Regions from separate parts of the Mus musculus genome. Here region 2 is linked to region 1. Evidence: chromatin contacts called from public HiChIP or PLAC-seq data. All regions are on one chromosome and are shown on one strand. The core of a region is the stretch at or near the end of the contact, and the rest is flanking DNA. Distances in the headings are between cores, read along the strand shown.

Region 1 (2,700 bases), core at 134-2,633:
TTATGCCGGAGGCAGCCCTTTAGAACCGGCCTACGGTCGCCCTGTGCAACACTTCAGCCGCTGAGGTTGAGAGTGTGGGAAGGAAGTGTTTCTGCTGCAGAGCAGGAGGCGCGGTGCTAGGCCAGGCCCTCCTCGCCCTCTGTGCCCCACACCTCCCGGGTCCTCGCCCAGCTCCGGCGGTCCTCATCCCAGTTACCGGTTAGACTGTGCCAAAGAATCTGGGAGCCCCAGTCCTCCGGTTTCCATGCCACTATACTCTGCAGGGCCCCGTGAAGGCCAGGTGGAACGGGGTATGGCTCCTCCAGGCTGTCTGTGCCACCGAGAAGGAGCGCCCCAAGTGTCCGTGTCCTCCGGCAGAGAGGCCGCGGTGTACCGTTCCCAACGGGAGGTCTGGGGTTCTGACTCTTGGAATAGGAACGGCAGAAGAACTCCCCACGCCCAGTTCTCCTGGACGTCCTCCTGGTACCTTCCCTGACTGATGTAACCATATTTCTCTCTGGACCCGGGCTCGGGCAGCGGGGACACCCAGGTTCCTCTCATGTTCTGTCGGGCCTGGGCTCCTGCAGCGTGGGTGACCAGGCACCCCTATGTCCTGCTAGCCGGGTGACCCCCTTTTCTTCCACCACGGTACCTCCCATGTTCTCTGGGGTCTGGGCTCTTATTGCGGATCGCCTGGAGTCCAGCGGGGGTCCTTCCGGGAGTGGCATCCTGCAGTAGGGGCGCCCGGGTACCCCGGTGTCTTGCCAGCTGGGTGACATCCCCTTTCATGTCCTACTTCTAGGTGCTCCCCAAGTCCTCCCCGGTATGGGCTCCTGCAAATGGGGGCGCCCAGGTTCCCCGGTGTCCTCCCGGCTCGGGCCCCTGCACTCACCTTGAAGGCGACCGGCAGCGTCTTGTTGCAGCGCCAGTGCGAGGGCAGCACGGAGCAGAGGAAGTTGGGGCTGTCGGTGCGCACGAGCTCTCCCGCGTGGTCGGCCAGCACGTCCACCATCGAGCGCACTTCGGGCCGGGTGCGGCCGCCGGGGCCCGCGGTTGCCTGCGCGCTTAGCGCGCCGCTGTTCTCGCCCATCTTGCCGCCGCCGCCGCCGCCGCAGGGGAAGGCCGTGGAGGGGGGAGTGAAGCGGCGGCTGGTGCTCGGGTCTACGGGAATACGCATGCCGCGGCCGTCAGGGCGCGGGCGGCCGCAGCCGCGGGAAGCGGGAGGCGGGAAGGCGGCGGCTCGGGGCCCGGCCAGCGTGGGGGGTGGGGGGAGGGGCGGCGCCGGGGGAGGGGGTGCGCCCCGACGGTCGGCCGCGCGCCCGCTAGTCCCGCATCCGGCGCGCGCGGCCGCCCCACGGACTCGGCGGCCGCGGCCCCAGCCCGGATCCTAGAGAATCAAGTGGCGGCGACGCGGCCGCCCGCGCGGGGTTAGTACCCCGGGCCTCGGGGCGGGGCCGTGCGAGCGACGCGGGGCGCAGCCAATCGCAGCCCCCAGGCTCGGGGTTCGCCGTGGAGGACCCGGTGGCTCGGGCCCGCGCGAGCCAAGCAGGGGCCAGGCTCCGCCCCAGAGGGTCTAGACACCCGCGTCCCGGTAGCCGCGCGGGGAGCCGCGGTCCCCGGAGTCAGGAGCGGCCGCTGCGACCTGGGCAGACATCGGGTTTCCAGCCTCCTGGCTGCGGCTCGCTTCCCCTCCCTCGAGTCGCAGCCTGGCTGCTTCAGCTCTGGCCACCGCAGCCCGGAACCTGCACCCTCAGCTGGTTGCCGCGGTGACACCCAAGACGGTTTTCTCATTCCCTCCACTCCACAAACGATTTTGACCCTAGAGCTTCCACCCCACGAGGGAGTCCACAGCTCCGCGCGGCCTTGGCTCTCGTCTCTGTGGCTTCTGTGTCAACCTTCGAGGCAGACAGAATAGGGGTTGCCACAGGGACCAACAGTGGGGTGGGGACAACCACACGGCTCCTGTCCACTCAAAACTAATTTCAGGATCGCGCAGGCCTCGTGGAGTTGTCCTCTGTCTTGGCAGCTCATGGGTCTTTGAAAACTACAATGGGGCCTACAACAGTGTGCTTTTTTGGAACATTCCATGCTACACCATACGCATGCAACCACCGTCCGTCTAGTGGAAGTGGATGAGGGTCTGTGGCAGAAAGAAGTCTTAACGCTCAGACTGCTTTCTCCCCACGGATGGAAAGGGGTCCTCCTAGGGCCGGGCCATAGTCTTCTTGGCCCTAAAGCGCTGAGCCTACAGAGCTGTCAGGTGCCCTGTGGGAAATCGGCCCTGGGGTCTCTGTGTTCCTCATGCTCCGTGGCCCAGCAACTCCTGGACTTCACTAACAACAACTCTTTCCCGTCCCGTCTCCTAAGCCTGGCATGGGGGCACAGACACACAACTAGAGAGTCCACGGTCACCGGTCACCGAGGGCTGTGCTCTCCCCAACCCCGTGCACTCCTTGGACGGCAGCAACGAACGAATGCATGTGTTTCTCTCACTGCTTTGGAAATTCGACTGCATTTTCGTTGCCAGCGACAGTGAATCTGTCTGCAACTACCAATACAAGCCCCAGAAGCGACACGATTTAGGATCCGATGGCGACAGAGGCATCAAGACCTCATCCTGGCTCTGACCTCAGCTTAGAACACTCCATTTTGTCAAAAAACGAAATCAGGCGCTGTGTGTACAACAGCGGGGTACTAGGTATGTCCTGAGTCTAACGAGTG
Region 2 (2,700 bases), core at 155-2,654, 66 kb after region 1:
TAGGCATGCATTCTCTTGGGTCTGATCCTGCTTCTGCCCTGGCCCCCCGGGGTCGATGCTTTTGACTCAGTGTGGGCCATTAAAAGGTTTCATTTTAGAAATTTTGTCTTTAGACATGGATTCCTTTGCAGTTGAAAGTCCCTGTGTGGTTCCTCTCTGTCAGCTTGACTGGGCTGAGAAGTACCTGGGATATTTCTAAGAAGGTCTACCCTGAATAGGGGGGCTTGGGGGCAGCACTGACCCATAGGCCAGGTACCTGATGAATAAAAAGGGGAGAGAGGGCCAGGTAGTTGTAGTGCACACCTTTAATCCCAGCACTCAGGAGGCAGGTGGATCTCTGTGAGTTTGAGGCCAGCCTGGTCTACAGAGGGAGTTCCAGGACTGCCAGGGCTATACACAGAAACCTTGTCTCGAAAAACCAAAGCGGTAGGGATTGCGAGGAGAAAGTCTGCAGGCAGATGGTTCTCCCACTGCTTCCTGCCATGATGGAAGCTGCCCACCACATCCTCCTCCTACAAGGGACTGAAGCCTTTGAAACAAGGAGCAAAAAGCAAGCTTCCCTCTACCTGTGGAACGCTGTGAAGGGCAGTGCTGGCCTCCACTGCTGGATGTCCACATTGGCTGTGTCCCGCGTTCTGTCTCCAGGACTCACGCGGGATGTGGCAAGACACAGGCACACAGAGCCTGGCATCCAGGGCCACCCTGAAGAAGTAACAATGAAGTTTGCTGACTAACCCCATAAGGGAGTCATTCTAGTTTTATTCCCATTTCATAGGTGGGGAAAGTGAAACACACTGAGGGGTTAAGGTATTGCCAGAGGTAGCACAGCTTATGAAGGGGCAGATCTGGGGTTTGAACCTGGACAACTGGTTCAACCAACAGTCATGTGGCCTTGTGAACCAGGGCTTAGGAACAGGGAAACTGAGTCAGAGACAGTGACTGCCCAAAGTCTTCTACCAAGCATTTGATGAACAAGGCTGGGAGACCCAGTCAGTTGGCTCTGGGGTGAGCCCCTCCTCCAATCCCATCAGTGAAAGCCTGAGACCCTCCTGCAGCCTTGTGGCCATCCCAGGGACACAGTGGTTAGGAGTAGGCACGACAGGAGAGACAATAACCACAGTGGTAGGAGTCAGAGGCCTGGAACTGGCCAGAGGAATTCTGGGAGCACAGAGCTTGCGGTTACAGTGGTGGCCTGGTGTGGAACTACTCTGCTCACCTGCCTCACAGTCTACAGGTCTGCCTGAGTCACCTCCGGAGGGGCCCAGCCTCTGATGCTCACCTGGGATGGGGACGTTGCTGTCCTGGGGCACCACTGGCTCCTGGAGTCACAGTATACAGGGCTGTGGGATCTCCCCAGCCTGGCAGGAAAGCACCTATGCAGGGAGAGCCACTCCCACGGCAGTTTCCCCTGTGCCCGTTGATGTCTCACCCCTAGGCTGCCATCCCTTTGATTAGCCAGCCATGAGGTCAGACGACTGCCAGGTCTGTCACCACACAGATTCTTTCCTCAGCCAGTGTCAGAAGTCCACATGCCTGAGCCTCTGTCCTCTTACAGCCCCAAGCAGGAGAGGCTGGGATTAGCCATAGATGGAGAAACTGAGGCACGGGATGTGGAAATAGCATGCTGAGTACTTATTTGGAGAGATCCCCAGTGTGTCGAGGGATGGACTCACTATTTGAAACTAAAGCCAAATGTTTCATTTTATAGACTATGTGTGGCCCAGAGAAGGCAAACATGTTTAAGGTCATATAGCAAGTATCCCTCTGACCTCTGACCCTTTTCAAGGTAGATACCAAGGAGCCAGTGGCATTCAGCCCAAATGTTTCCATCCCGACTCCTGTACCTCTGTCACTAGAGCCTCCGGCTGTCCAGGTCCAGCCTGGTCCCTCCTGGCTGGCTCTTACAAAAGAGCCAACTACAAAGTTGGTGGTTGAGGGGAAATCCATCAAGGCAAACAGTGGCAGGCAGAGGACTTCCTCATCTGGGCCTGTGGGTTTTCCTTCCTCTCACCGCTCCTGACACGGTGTGGTGTGCAGAGCCTGGAGTCCTTGTAGGCTGAGGAGACCCCAGCATTCTGCAGTGATCCCAGGGCACAGAGGCTACCATGTTTTGACCGCTGCCCGAGCTGGAGTAGTAAAGGCATGATGGGGCACTCTGCTTGTCCCTGGTTGGCTCCGGTCATATGTCTTCCCTGTGGAGTTGGTGAACACCGTCTGAACCCCGCACCCAGTAGCAGCCCCCCATCCCAATCAGGCTGGTCGTCAATGATCCTGGCTGCATTAGCGGAGAAGATGCAGGTGCAGGCACAACCTATAGGGGTCGCTGTAAAGCTCTTGCTTTCTGTTTGCTTTGGAGATAGACCTCAGGTAGCCCAGGCTGACCTCAAACTCACTATGTAGCTGAGGCTGGCCTTGAGCCCTGATTCTCCTGCTAGCCTTTCTGGGTGCTCAGATGAGAGGCAGGTGTCACTAGGCTTGGCTGGAAACACTTTCCAGTGTGACCCTGGCTAAGCCCTTCATCCCTCGGCCCCAGTGTTCCCTGTAAAATAAGGCAAGTGTCACGTCCGGAATCCTTTCTGTCCAAATGGACATTTTGTTTTTGTTTTTGTTTTTGTGAGGGTTTGGGGTCACAAGCTCAGGGCAGACAAACTCAAACATTCGGTGCTTGTCTGTCTGCGAGATGGGCGGTGTTGGCCAGCC

Evidence for each region. HiChIP or PLAC-seq counts read pairs in DNA pulled down with a chosen protein or histone mark.
Region 2: a contact with region 1 is called in a CTCF HiChIP or PLAC-seq map of CD8 T cells, with 8 read pairs. The contact joins the enhancer-like site here to the promoter of Runx3 in region 1. A contact is called at or near these places in 15 of 39 promoter capture datasets (the 3T3-L1 cell line, 3T3-L1-derived adipocytes, the C10 cell line and 12 more), 2 of 15 datasets of contacts at CTCF or cohesin (CD8 T cells and large pre-B cells), 44 of 484 Hi-C or Micro-C datasets (B cells, the C10 cell line, CD4 T cells and 27 more), 17 of 115 datasets of contacts at active chromatin or transcription factors (the 230-238 cell line, CD8 T cells, the HPC-7 cell line and 12 more) and 3 of 9 other capture datasets (adipose tissue, embryonic stem cells and liver).

What each region holds. Positions count from the first base shown.
Region 1 is chr4:135,151,228-135,153,927 of GRCm38.p6, reverse strand. Runx3 (runt related transcription factor 3) reads right to left here and starts at 1,383. Exons shown (of 5, transcript NM_001369050.1): 1 at 872-1,383. The coding sequence starts at 1,156.
Region 2 is chr4:135,084,910-135,087,609 of GRCm38.p6, reverse strand. No RefSeq gene overlaps it. Among named protein-coding and RNA genes, the nearest start is that of Gm16225, 34 kb to the left of the region's middle. Within about 2 kb of position 1,404, at least 32 of the 459 cell types and tissues checked have an H3K27ac peak or open chromatin away from gene starts, as enhancers often do. A contact at or near this core is called in CD8 T cells, the CH12 cell line, Th1 cells and 2 more, where this site is marked.